3 separate regions of the Sus scrofa genome follow, and regions 2 and 3 are each linked to region 1. A link is a contact called in public Hi-C and HiChIP or PLAC-seq data. All regions are on one chromosome and are shown on one strand. The core of a region is the stretch at or near the end of the contact, and the rest is flanking DNA. Distances in the headings are between cores, read along the strand shown.

The links. Hi-C and Micro-C count contacts between places; a contact is called where the count stands out from the background. HiChIP or PLAC-seq counts read pairs in DNA pulled down with a chosen protein or histone mark.
Region 2: a contact with region 1 is called in a Hi-C map of heart right ventricle, with 3 times the contacts expected there. The contact joins the promoter of CCDC142 here to the promoter of SEMA4F in region 1. A contact is called at or near these places in 2 of 47 Hi-C or Micro-C datasets (epiblast stem cells and heart right ventricle).
Region 3: an H3K27ac HiChIP or PLAC-seq map of alveolar macrophages shows a contact between it and region 1. The contact joins the promoter of PCGF1 here to the promoter of SEMA4F in region 1. A contact is called at or near these places in 3 of 47 Hi-C or Micro-C datasets (blood, epiblast stem cells and skeletal muscle) and 1 of 2 datasets of contacts at active chromatin or transcription factors (alveolar macrophages).

What each region holds. Positions count from the first base shown.
Region 1 is chr3:68,402,829-68,407,507 of Sscrofa11.1, reverse strand. SEMA4F (semaphorin-4F) reads left to right here and starts at 2,846. Exons shown (of 14, transcript XR_002342556.1): 1 at 2,846-3,143. It also overlaps the pseudogene LOC100517819.
Region 2 is chr3:68,560,648-68,565,326 of Sscrofa11.1, reverse strand. It overlaps CCDC142 (coiled-coil domain-containing protein 142), which reads right to left and starts at 1,854. Exons shown (of 11, transcript XM_021087333.1): 1 at 309-1,854. The coding sequence starts at 1,383. It overlaps TTC31 (tetratricopeptide repeat protein 31), which reads left to right. Exons shown (of 13, transcript XM_021087337.1): 3 at 688-1,683. The coding sequence starts at 1,644.
Region 3 is chr3:68,538,065-68,542,743 of Sscrofa11.1, reverse strand. It overlaps PCGF1 (polycomb group RING finger protein 1), which reads right to left and starts at 2,070. Exons shown (of 9, transcript XM_005674546.3): 1 at 1,922-2,070; 2 at 1,400-1,505; 3 at 1,101-1,253; 4 at 597-668; 5 at 369-474; 6 at 166-199; 7 at 1-68. The coding sequence starts at 2,014.

The DNA.
Region 1 (4,679 bases), core at 1,597-4,096:
CATATAAGTGATATCATATGGTATTTGTCTTTTTCTTTCTAATTTACTTCAGATTATCGTAGAGTATGATAATCTCTAGGTCCAACCATATTGCTGCAAATGGCATTATTCATTCTTTTTATGGCTAGTAATATTCCATTGCATATATATACCACATCTTCTTTATCCATTTATCTGTCTGTGGACACTCAAAATAGTGTGATATTGGCACAAAAACAAACACATGGATCAATGGAACAGAACAGAAAGCCCAGAAATAAACCCACACACCTATGGTCAATTAATCTTTGACGAAGGAGGCAAGAATATATAGTGGAGAAGAGACAGTCTCTTCAGCAAGCAGTGTTGAGAAAGCTGGACAGCTGCATGTAAATCAATGAAGTTAGATCACTCCCTCACCCATACATAAAAATAAACTCAAAATGGCTTAAAGACTTAAATATAAGACATTACACCATAAAACTCCTGGAAGAGAACACAGGCAAAATATTCTCTGACCTAAACTAATAGCAATACTTTGTCAGATGAGTCTTTCAAGGCAAAATAAACAAAAGCAAAAATAAACAAATGGGGAGTTCCCGTTGTGGCACAGTGGTTAACGAATCCAACAGGAACCATGGGGTTGCGGATTCGATCCCTGGCCTTGCTCAGTGAGTTAAGGATCCCGCGTTGCTGTGGCTCTGGCGTAGGCTGGTGGCTACAGCTCCAATTCGACCCCTAGCCTGGGAACTTCCATATGCCGTGGGAGCAGCCCTAGAAAAGGCAAAAAGAAAAAAAAACAAACAAAAAAAACCAAATGGGACCTAATCAAACTTACAAGCTTTTGCACAGCAAAGGAAACTATAAACAAAATGAAAAGACAACCTATGGAATGGGAGAAACTATTTGCAAATGATGTGACTGATGAATGATTACATTCCAAAATATATAATCATACAGCTCAATATAAAAAAACCCCAATCCAAAAATGGGCACAAGGTCTAAATAGACATTTCTCCACAGAAGACATACGAATAGCCACAAAGCACATGAAAAGATTCTCAGCATCGCTACCTATTAGAGAAATGCACATCAAAACTACAAATTAGGTATTACCTCACACAAGTCAGAATGACCATCATCAAAAACTCTACAAATAATAAATGCTGGAGAGGGTGTGAACAAAAAGGAACCTTCCTACACTGTTGGTGGGAATGTAAATTGGTACAACCACTGTGGAGAACTGTGAGAAGTTTCCTTAAAAAACTAAAAATAGAGTAACCATATGATCCAGTGATCCCACTCCTGGGCACATATCCAGAGAAAACCATCATTTGAAAAGATACATGCACCTTAATGTTCACTGCAGCACAAATTACAACAGCCAAGACATGGAAGCAACCTAAATATCTATCGACAGAGGAATGGGTAAAGAGGATGTACTACATATACACAGTGGAATATAACCCAGCCATAAAAAAGAATAAAATAATGCCATTTGCAGCAGCATACATGAACCTAGAGATTACCTATTATCACCAGTCAGACAAAGACAAATATCATATAATATCACTTATATGTGGAACCTAAAAAAATGATACAAATGAACTTATTTACAAAACAGAAACAGACTTTGAAAACAAATTTATTGTTACCAAAGGGGAAAGGTGGAGGGGGAGGGATAAATTAGGAGTTTGGGATTAATATATACACACTACTATGTATAAAATAGATGAATCCACAAGGATCTACTGTATAGCAAAAGGAACTCTATTAACATAGCATAATAACTTATATGGGAAAAGAATCCGAAAAAGAATGGATATATGTATATGTATAACAGAATCACTTTGCTGTACAGCCAAAACTAACACAACATTGTAAATCAACTATACTTCAATAAAAGTAAAAATTAATTTAAAAAGGGGCAGAAGACCTAAATACACATTTCTCCAAAGAAGGCATACAGGTGTCCAACAGGCACACGAAAAGATGCTCAATATCGTTAATTATTAGAGAAATGCAAATCAAAACTACAATGAGGTATCACCTCACACCAGTGGTGACGGCCATTACCAAAATAATCTACAAATAATAAATGATGGAGAGGGTGTAGAGAAAAGGGAACCCTCCTACATTGTTGGTGGGAATATAAATTGGTGTAGCCACTGTGGAGAATAGTGTGGGTGTCATTTAAAAAAAACTCGACTGGGAGTTCCCTGTGTGGCTCGATGGGTTAGGAACCTGACTAGTATCCATGAAGATGCGGTTGGAACCCTGGCCTCCCTCAGTGGGTTAAGGATCAGGTGCTGTCACAAGGTGCAGCATGAGTTGCAGCCTTGGCTTGGATCTGGCGTTGCTGTGATGTGTAGGCTGGCAGCTGCAGCTCCAATTCATTCCTAGCCTGGGAACTTCCATATGCTGCAGGTGAGGCCCTGAAAACCAAAAAAAAAAAAAAAAAAAAAAAAAAAAAAAAGCAAAAAGGACGCCCCTCCAACAACAACAACAACGGAAAACCCACAAAAAAAAAATCTGGAGTTACCACGTTATCCATCAATCCCACGCCTCGGCTTATATCCACAAAAGATGGAAACTAATTCAAAAAGACAGTTCACCCCAATGTTCACAGCAGCACTGCTTACAATAGCCAAAACATGGAAACTGGAATTTTTGGAGCGGCCTTTGCAAATTTGCCACTCTGGGTCCTGGGGTGACAAGCCTTTTCCAGTTTTGCGGTAAACTCCCACCTACCCCTGGGTCTAGCTCCCACCTTACGTGGGTGGGTTGGGCTTCGTCTCTCCTTAGCCCCGCCTCCACACAACGCCCAAGGCTGGAGGAGAAAATCAGCCCGATCATTGGTCCATTATTGAAGGGGCGGAGCCGGGCTGCGTTCTGTCGGGCAGCCGGAGGCCGAATCCCACCGAGGAGAGCCGAGCTGGGCCGAGGCTGGTGGCCCTAGGGATCTGAGAGGAGGTTGTGGGGCGCGTCACACCTCGGCGGCTGGGCGGTGACAAAGATGTTGGCTTCTGTCGCGCGGCCCCGCCCGGGCCTCGGACTGCCGAGGGTCTTGCCCTTCCCTTTGCTGCTGCTGATGGCGGTGCTGAACAGCCCGGTGTCCGGCCGCGTCCCCCATTCGGTGCCGAGGACCTCACTTCCTATCTCCGGTAAGGCGCCGACGCCCTCGCCCTTAGCCCTTCGCGCAGCGACCAGACCCCGCCTGCAGGTACCCGAACCCACCTGCCCTCCCCCCCACCGCGCCGCCCACGCCCCGCCGGATGCAGGCGGGACGCCCACGTGGTGCTGCACCACCAGGCTGGGCGATTCGGCTCCCACGACACGCCCAAGGCGGCTCTACCGCCCCTGCAGACGTGGGCACTGAGGCCCAGGAAGGGGGTGGGGGTTGCCAGAGACAGTCTATTTAGAAGTTTCCTCCCACTTAATCCAGTCTTCCCTCTCAGGCCTGATGCCTATCAAATCCATCAATCATTCACTCTACCCCAAACACCCATCCTTCTTTCTACCAGCTTAGCATTTTCTTCTGCCCTCTTCTCAAATTCAATCCCTTATCATCAGTTCTAACCTCCTCCGATCCTTTTGCCCAGCTCACAGCTCTAATCTCCATAACCCATTTCCCAGTCCTCTCATCTTTGACACCAACTCCTATTCACCTATTGACCACAACCTCTAACTTCCTCAACGTTCCCAGCTCCCTCTACCTGTTCCCTACATTGGGTGCTGAGAAATGATTCAATGAGTTGATTTAAAATTATGTTTAGGAGTTCCCCTTGTGGACCAGTGGTAACTGGACTAGTAGCAAACCCAACTAGAATCCGCGAGGACGCGGGTTCGATCCCTTCAGTGTATTAAGGATCCTGCGTTGCAGTGAGCCGTGGTGTAGGACGCAGATGGGGCTCCTATCCTGCGTTGCTCTGGCCCCAGCTCCAATTCGGTCCACCCTAGCCTGGGAACTTCCATATGCCGCAAGTGTGGCCAAAAAAAAAAAAAAAAAAAAAGAAAAGAAAAAAATCCTGTTTATTTTTAAGTCTTCAGAAATAAAAAAGGAGGGAGATATCCTTTCAAAAGTTGTCAAAGAAGCCAGGGGATACCGCAGGTTAAAAGTGGTCATTGGAGTGGTTCACACTTTAAAGGTTCTTGCTGAGGTGGGGATGAGTGTGGCCACGGGCCTTGTGTTTTTCTCAGTGGGCACTGAGTGTTAGCACCTTGGGCAGACAGAGCCAGTGAAGCCAAGAGTATGACCTGTTGGGAAAAACTCACAACTGGATAATAGTAATTCAGAGTCTTCTAAATTATTTGTGTCCCTTTGGACCAGTGACACAGAGGGATAGTATGAATCCAGAAGACAAGGTTGTGGTCAGAACCTGGGTTTCAGTTTGTGCTGGAGCAATAGCCACAACATGGAGTTGAGGTTGTCAGGCTGGGTTGATGATCTGGGATTCCAGAGAGGTCCATATGACAAGATGAGGCAGAGTTGGGGATATGAAAGGCAGTGGGTGATCCAGGGCCTATGTAAGCATGGGATGGTTAGGTGGAATACAGCACAGACATGAGTATGGGTGTGAGAGGGTGAGGTGGGTTGGGCTGTATACACCAGCACATCTAAGGGTGCATGGCCATCCTGCCAGCCTTGAGGGTAGCCTAGCAGATGAAGCAGATAGAGCAGAGCTGTAGTAATTCAGGTC
Region 2 (4,679 bases), core at 605-3,104, 160 kb before region 1:
TGGTGAGAGATATGACTCTGGAGCCTGAAAACAAGGCCTCTCTTTTCCACAATCACTGCCCACTCAATGATGGGGGAAGAGAGGAGGCTTCTCCCAAGACTGGAAGTTGCCATGGAAAGCAAGACTGCTTTGAAACCCCAGAAGCAATGGCCTGAACACCCCCCACACACACCAGGGGGAGGAGAGATGGAGTGGGGGATGTTCATTCTAATGGGCTTGTTTTGGTTGTTAGGCGTCAGGTGAGTGAAGTGAATAAAGAAGAAAGAGACCCCAGCCTTCCCAAACGCCCACCCGGACCCATCACTCACCCCGACCGAGTGCCTGCCTCAGCTGTTGTGCCACTGCCCTGGGGTCCCTCCAGGGTCCTAGACATAGGTCCAGACTCTGAGCACAGGCTGCCCACAGAAAAGTCCAGTACTGGCTCCACAGGGCTCCAGCCCCTCCAAGCCCCAGTCCACTGCTGGCTGAGCCTGCCACGCCCCCCATCAGGCCCAGTAGACCTGGCAGCAGCTCCCGCTCCTCATGGCACCGCCTCCGGAGCTGGTCCTCCAAGCCAGATCCCTTGAGCGCCTCATCTAGCCATCCTGCCACCTGGCAACCCCGTTCCCCCGTCAGGAGGCGGAGCACACGGGCGGGGGGGAAAGGGCGCGCTGCCCCGGGAACGTGGCTCAAGGCTTTTCCCTGCAGGTGGTGGTAGGCGGGAAGTGCCAGCAGCAGGTCGGCGAGTTGGGACGATAAGCCTCGGCTGGCAGGCGCCCGGCCCAGAGCCCGAAGCTGCATCTCGATGGTAGCATCCAGGCGCTGGGCTGCTAGTCCGACGAGGCGCGCCAGGAGTTGCGACGCGGGGGTCTCCCGAAGGCTGCTTCTCAGGACAGCCCCTCCAGAAGGGTGCGGCAACACGTCCCGGCACAGCTGAGGCAAGCGACCGGGGCCAGGGGATGGAGCGCCGGGACTCAGGATCCTCAGGAGGCGCACGGCAGCCTGTAGGTGGCGGGCGCAGTCCCGGGCTTGGAGGAGCTGTTCCCGCTCGCGGTGCAGCCGCAGCAACACCGCCCGGCGACGCTGCAGCGCAGGAGGGATCGGGACGCCAGCTGCCAGCTCCTGCCCCCAGTCCGCGGCGCCAGCATCGCTGTGCTCTCCTGCGTCCTCCCGCGTTGGCGCTGCCCACCACGGCTGCCCTCCCGGAGCTACGGTGGGTCGTGGGTCTAGGCAGGGGATGCTCCCGGCAACGGGCAACTCGGGCCAGCCACAAACGTCCCCGCGGAGAACTCCCGCCCGCTTTTTCTGCCACTGCTCCTCCCCAACGCCCCGAGACTGCGCCCCCAACGGTGGCACGTTAGCTAGCGGAGGCAGAAGGCCACCAGCTCGAGACGCCTGGGCCATGAGACGCCGTGTCCGGAACGAACCGAACGATTCCCACCTTCCCTCATTACCCAACGCCCGCGGCAGCCGCGGCTCCGCCCGGTCCCCAGAGCCGTCATCCCTGGCCCGGCAGCCGCCGGGACCGTAATGGACTCTCTCGCGCTCCGTAATCGGAGGCTTCTGCCCCCAACAAAGATGGCCGCCCACCCCGTCCTACTCCGCCCTTCGGAGGGTGTCAAATACCAGACTATCTTTCACTTTCGGGTCACTGTTGACGGGCGATGGCGCCGATTCCGAAGACTGTGGGGCTGACCAAGCTAGGTAAGCGGGTGAGACCAGATGAGAGGGGGTCCAGGAGGGCTGGGGCAGCCCTAGTTGGATCTATTTTCAGTTACGATTTTGTGCTTCACGCGGTAGGCAAAGGGCTTGGGCCCACCTACCCGGAGGCCCCCTAACGCGCCGCCGCCTTCCTTTCCTATAGACTGTCCTCTGCGGCCTGGCTGTCCGCTAGGGGTCGCTGATGTCCCCAAACTCTGCAAAGAATTCGGTCCTGAAGACTACGGCGACGAGGTAAAAAGGATTCCTAGCTCCCCACCGCCGCCACCACCACCACCCAGCCCTAATCATCACGATCACGCCTCTATTCTACCTTCCGAGCTGAGCCCCACCCCGGCGCCCCGAAGGGCTACTAGCCCCGGGACTTTGGAGAGGCGTAACGGTGGGAACAAGGTCAAGCAGCAGTATGCAAGAGGAGGGGCGGGGAACCAGGGGCGACTCAGCGTTGATAAATGCTTAAAATGGGCAGGGTCGGGCAGAAGAGGGTCTGTAAGTTGAGTGGGAGTGGGTAGTAATTACTTGGGGAAAGATATTAAGAACAGAGGGGGCAGTGTGAGCAAAGAGACTAAGGCAAGGAAAAGGTAAGAGAACTTCACTGAAGTTTGACTTTAGTTATGGCTTTGGTTGGAACCCTAAGAGATGAGGTGAGAAAGAAGGCAGCATTTGGCTTGTCTGGTACTCTGGTTTGGATGTCCTCAAGCAGGGGCTGGATTCTTGAGGGAGGGACAGGATCAGATTTGGGAGCGCTGAGAAGCTATACTTCCTTCTGCTTCCTGGTTGTTTCTGAAACCAAACTCAGCAAGCCCAGAAGGTAATTCATCATCTTTGCACATTAGTTGCTTTCCCTCTCATCTTAATCTTGGTTAATAACACAAACTTCCATCCAGTTGCTTAATCCTGAAATCTGAAAATCATTCTTCCATTACCTTACCAGTGAAGTCAGTCACTAAAATCTACTTCTGAAATCTATTGAATCAAACCCATTATGTTCATTTCTCCTTCTGCTGCTACTGCCTCAGTTCAGTAACTCACTTTTTCTGGCCTGAACAGTTCTAAACGGCCTGCTAACTAAATATTTCATGCCTAGACTCATCTCTTTCCCCGGTACTGTTTCATTGGAGCATTTTACTCCTTAGATCAGATCCACTTCTCTCACTAACAGGGCAAAGTCCAAACTCACTAGATCACACAGGTACACATGTTCTTCAAGCACAGCTCCTGGCTGCATCTCTGATACAACAGCTTCCTCACCCATATCTTTGCCTTTGCTCATTCAGCATACATACACGTGTTGAGCATCAGCTATGTGCTGAAAGCTGTTTTAGGCACTGGGAGGAAAACAGTAAGCCAAACAGACAAAAATCCTTCTATTCAGAGAATTAGAAGTGTCTAGTGAGGGTAACTGGTCAACAAATAAACACCACAGTATACTGATATGAGAAATGCCAAGCAAAACCAAGCAAGAGGATAGGAAGCCCTGAGAGGAATTGAGAGGTTTTTCTTTTCTTTTCTTTTTCTCTTTTTTTTTTTTTTTTTTCTTTTTTTTGGCTGCTCCATGGCATACGGATTTCCTGGGCTAGGGATCAGATCTGAGCCACAGTTGCAGCCTAAGCCGCAGCTTCGGCAAGCTGGGTCCTTAACCCACTGTGCTGGGCCTGGGATCAAACCTGCATCCCAGTGCTTCCAAGATGCTGCTGATTCCATTGCGTCACGGCAGGAACTCCCAAGAGGTTTTGCTTTTTAAAGGGAGTGGCCAGAGAAGGCCTTCTTCAGAAGGTTTAGGCAGAGATCTGAAGACGATGAAGGAATGAGCCATTTAGTGGGGAAAGAGCATTCCAGGCAGAGGAAGTAACAAGTACCAAAACCCTGAAAAGGGCGCACACTTGGTGCACTGCAGGAACTTCAAAGGAGACCACTGCAGCTGGAGGAGATGAAGGGATTGGGTGGCCAGATCATGTGTGGCCAGGCAGTGAATTAAGAGATTATGTAATTCAATAAAAATTCAAAAGATGGAACAGAGAGAGAGAATAGCATTAGTCTGTGTTTTAGGGAGTGGTCGAAGGTCAAGGCAGTCTTTTTTTTGTTTGGTTTTTAAAGGTGGTTTACACTAACTAAGGACACGATCCTCATCAGAACCACAGAATGTATGCGCCAAGCTTGAAAGAGTCTCGCCTCATTTTGTGAATGAGGAAGCTGAGGCCCAGAGAGGTTAAATGATTTATCCAAAATCAAATGGCCGGGCAATGGCAGAACCAGAACTGAGGTTCATACAGCTCTGTTCTAGCACGTTGTTCTCTCTGGGTCTATGCTACCTGGCTAATTAAGAGAGCAGTAGAAAGCAATGGATAATAAGGTTTGAAATTGTATCTCACAGGCTGTGTTCATGCAGCCTGGTTGAGTGAGGGCAGAGCAAATTGGGGATGAAAGGGTCTGGGAAGGCTTTGAGGGGAGATGGCATTTGAACTCGATCTTGAAGGTCAGGCAAGACAGGGTGAGAAAGAAGCTCAGAGCCAGCAGAACGGCTGGGGGAGGACCCCAAGGCTGGAAGGAACCTGGTGGCAGAGAAAGGATGGCCGCTAAGGAGGACAGGATTGCAAGGGAAGCCGGGAGAGGTCAGCCAGGGAACTTTTTGGAAGGCTCCGAATCCCAGGCTAGACTCAGTCCCGCCTGCGGCTCTGGCAGTGGGGAACTACTGGAAAATTTTGAGTAAGGTAACATTGCTGAGAGCTTGGTTTTGAGGAGAAACAGATGAAGTGCAAGGGAGAGGGCAGCCAGGAACTGTAGCACTCTTTTAGGTGTGAGGCAGCCCCAGGGTGGATTCTGTGGGGAGGGTTCATATTCAAGGGTATGGCGGGGGGCACAGCTGGAAGAGCAGGTAAGAGGGCTCCATTGCAGGGGCGTCAGTGTGGCAGGATGGTGGAGAAGGCTGGGCTGATGAGCACCCTCAGCCCTTGGGAAGGCAAGAGAGTTAGGAAAGGGAG
Region 3 (4,679 bases), core at 821-3,320, 140 kb before region 1:
AAGCGGTGACAGAGGACTTTCCGGAGATGGCGAACCTCAGCTCTAACAGAACATCGCACATATTTGTTCTGGGGATGGGGTGGGGAGAAGAAGACAAGGTATGTGAGGGAGGGGCCATGGGGAGGTGAGTCTCCTTAAAGAGGCCCTCCCCTCGGCCACTCTCACCTGCAGGACGCTTTTATTCTTGTCTTTGCCAGAACTGGGGGGAAACAGACACAGGTTAGGGAACCTTATCCTTTCCCCGTGGCCCCCATCCAGAGCCACGATACACTCTCTTCAAAGGAACAGACACTCCCTCACGGCTCGCCCTCTCCCTGAGCCCCTCCCTGGCTCCGGCTCACTGTCACTGTCACTTCAGATAGCCTCACCTCAGCCGCTCCAGGCATAGGCTTAGCTGCTCATCATAGCGATAGTAGTGGGCTTTTGAGTGGTCGAAACTGCTGAAGGGGAGGCCGAGGTTGCTCAGGGCTGGCTCTGAGAAAGAGTAATAAGGAGGGTGGCACATGTTCCATACTACTTTTTCCCCAGGGAGAAAAACTGAGCAGGAGAAATGCTATGGGGGCTTTACCTTATCCTCCTGCTACCAAGGGACATACCTTCCCCACTGGGCTGAGTGATCCTGTCCAAGCCTCGGGACTGGTAGAATTCTCGGATCCGTTTCTCTTCACCTAGAAGGGAGTGGAATATGGGAAGTAAAGAATAAACCCTCCCTTGGAGTTCCCTTCGTGGTGCAGTGGTTAATGAATCCTATTAGGAACCATGAGGTTGCGGGTTCGATCCCTGGCCTTGCTCAGTGGGTTAAGGATCCAGAGTTGCTCTGAGCTGTGGTGTAGGTCGCAGATGTGGCTCGGATCCCACGTTGCTGTGGCTGTGGTGTAGGCCAGCAGCTACAGCTCTGATTCGACCCCTAGCCTGGGAACCTCCATATGCCACAGGTGCAGCTCTAGAAAAGACAATAAATAAATAAATAAATAAATAAACCCTCCCTCTCTTTGTCCTTCTAGCTGTCAACCTCTCTACCTACCAAAGCCCTTATCACCTCAAGCTGCCACCCAGCATCAGTCCTCTAGAGGCCTCTCAAAGTCAGGTTGGTTACTCACTGTCTTGCAAGCCTGGCACTAGCTTGTACACGATGTCCTGCATGACCCGGTCCAGTTTGAGGTTGAGCAGTGGCTGTGTCTCATGGATCTTGATGTTGCACATGGGGCAGTACTTGCTGGTTTGGAGGTACTTCACAATACAACTCTTGCAGACTGCAAGAGAAAAGCAGATTCTCAGGCCCTCCGTAAATAGGGTTCATGGGCTGGGCGGGGTTCCTGGGTGGTTGGGGCAAGCAGCTGGCAGCTAGCTTGGTGGGGAGTAGGGCCTGGAAGAACCAGCCAGGGTCCAGGGCACTCACACGTATGAAGACACTCAGTGATGGTAGTGGCATCCACGAAGTATCCTGCGCACAAGCAGCAGACGATGTGTTCATTCAAGTCTTTGATCTTTACTCGAACCTCCTCCTGCAGACACACCCTCTGTCAACGATCATTCCCCTAACCCCATCCCATGTGCCTTCACAACTTGGAAGTCGCCTCTCATCAGACTCCACTCCAATCCTGCACCCTGCGCGGTCAGATTAGCTCCCCAAGGCTGACACTCTCCCTCCGCCCAGCAGAGGGCTCCGCGCACAGCAGGGGCTCTGTTCAAGCCAACTCGCCCGATCTTCCTTTCCCAAGGGAGACTACGAGACGTAGGCTGCACAATGCGCAGGCGTCCTAGACCGGAGTTTGGCAACCGGACCGCAACCGCGCAGGCGCATTGGGCACCCTGTCTCTGCGCAGGCGCACTGGGCGCCCAGCCAGCCACCGCCCGTCCTCTAGCCGGCCCCGGTTCCCACAGCTAACCGACTACAGTGGTAACCCTGCCGCCCCTGCACCTCGTTCCGTAGCGGGTCCATCTTGTACACTGACTGGAGCTGGTTCCGAAGCCTCATCGCGATCGCAATCTGGCCCCCCTGAGGAGACGCCATCTTAAAGGCTGATCCCGGCCTGCCACTTCCGGTGCCGCCTGCGGGGCGGGACTTGTCGCCTCGCAACGACAGCTTAGGTCTTTTCGGATTCGCTGACCCTCTGTAAGGCCCCGCCCATACCCCTCTCTCCCCGTGTGCTCACCTGAGCCCCACTGGCCCCTCCCCCTCCTCAATCCGTACTTGGGGAGGGGGGGCGTGGGCCGGGGTCCTATCTCATTGACCTCATATAGAAATCATCATAATAGACCCTACACGACTTCGGGACTAACTTTTGGAGCCTGCAAAAAACTGCCGCCTTCTACCCCAAAAGGCCCGGCGGTCTCTGCCCGCCACCGCTCAGGGTCATCAATCTCTTGTGACGAAGTCCCCGCTAAAGAAGCCCCTCGGGAGCTTGAAGTGTCGCCCTCCTTGGCTTGACGCGTCCGCTTTATGGAGCTTCATCCCGATGGCGGGCCTCTCCCGGCTCCACAGCTGGGAGTTTCCTGGGGCTTAGCGGAATCTCCGAGAGGGTGGCAGGGAGGGAGGGACCCCCAGAGACTTGGTAGTGATCTTACCCCCGCCCCCATTCTCCCCCCTGCCGCCGAGGATGGGGGGGGCAGGCCCTGGTTAATGATGATGATTCAATCATCGGCGCCTGCGGAGGCCTGGGACAGACTAATGCAGAGCAGATGCCCAAGGAGGAGGGGAGGTCGGCTAGGACACTACCGCGCACAGACACGCTGAGGCAGCGAGTCCTGCGGTAGCATAGGCCCAGTCCCGTGCTTGGAAAGGACGCAGGGCCACTACACTTGGTACACCAACGTCCCTAGGTACTTTTTAAAATGTAGGGATTAAAAACAAACGAACAGAATAAGAGCACTGTGGCGTATTAACATCAAGTGCAATTGGAGACTCAAGAAGGGAGAGATCCCAGTGGAGACCTCCTACGGGCTTTCTGGAAGAAGTGGATCTTTGTATGGGCATAGTTTAGAGACCGGGGGTGTGATGGGAGTGGGGCAAGAAGTGCTAGAAATAGAAAAGAAAAGCAAAGGGGAGGAAAATGAACGGAGAGGGACAGAAAGGAGACCAAGGCATAGATTTGAGAGTAGTGATAGTCTTCTTATTGAGTTGGGACTCTAGCCTGAGGACAATAGGGAGCTAAGAGTTTTTTTTTTTTTTTTTTTTGAAGGGAAGGAGTTAATCCTATGAAAGAAACATAATTGTTCATTTATCTTCAGAGTGAATTAGAGTGAATAGTGGCAAGAAGGTATGAGATTAGTGATTTTTTTTTTTTTAAATCAACTACTTCTCACTACAGCCACTGCTTACCTCCCTGGTCGAGATACTGTCAATAGGTAGTCTCTTCTCTGGATGACAGCAGAGGCTTATTGCCTGCTTTCCTTGCTACTACCTTTACCCCTCTTTAGCCTATTCTTAACATAGTAGCTCACAGTGATTCTGGTAAAACATAAATAAAAAAGGATACATGGAAAGTTTTTTTTTTTTTTTTTTAGTTGATGGATGTTTATTGTGTTAGTGGTTTCATGGGTGTACACATATGTCAGCTTATCAAATTGTACACTTTAAATACGTACGGTTTATTGTATATCAATTTTGCCTTAAGGAAGTTGTTTAAAATTTAAAAATCAGGTGTCTTACTTTGTTCCAAACCTTCCAGAGCTTCCTCTTTCAATTAGAATACAAACCCAGGTCCTTGCAGTGGTCTTCATGGCCTTTCATGGTCTCTCACGGTCAGTCTTTCCAACCACAGTGGACCCCTCCCTGTTGCATAGATATACCAGGATATACTACCACTGTATCCCCAACTTGAAATGTTTAGGTATCCAAATGGCCCTTTTCTTCCTTCGGTCTTTACTGCATGAGGCCGTCTGTGATCAACCTAGATAAATCACAATACCCTACTCCTATATTTCTTCTTCCCCTTCTTTACTTTCTTCTTCTTCTTCTTACTTTGGCCATGTCCACGGTTTGTGGAAGTTCCCAGGCCAGGGATTGAACCTGAGCCACAACAGTGACAATTTTGAATTCTTAACCTGCTGAGCCACTAGGGAACTCTGCATTATTATTATTACATATATTGTACATGCTTTCTTCTTTTCCACTTGCCTCCCTCACCAGAACATAAATGCTCAATGGCAGGGATTTTTGTTCTTGTTATATCTGCATCTATTTCTCCAGTAGTAGGTGCCTAATCAAAATTTTCAGAATAGAGTTCCTCGTGGCTCAGTAGGGTAAGGATCTGAGATTGTCACTGCTGTGACTCTGGTTACTGCTGTGGCATAGGTTTGATCCCTGGCCTGGGAACTTCCACATGCCTTAGGCAAGGCAAAAACACATGAATGTAAGCGGCGGTGATAATGGCCTAGACAGGCATTTATCTGTAGACATAGGACTGGATATGAAACATTTCAAAGAAAAGAATAGTAGGAAGAAGTGAATAAGGAGCTTGGGGATGGGGGCAGAGAAGTTTGTCCTCCAGTCTGTTGGATTTTTGCTACAGCAAAAGCAGGTAGAACTGGCCAGAAGATGAGAATGATGGAGTGGAGCACAGCAAGTGTCAGAACCAGGGGTAGAGGTTTCAGAATTTTCTGGGTAGCTGGAATAGATGAAATTATTGGGATGGATGAAACCTGAGCAGATGTAGAGATGGGTAAAGCCCAAGTCT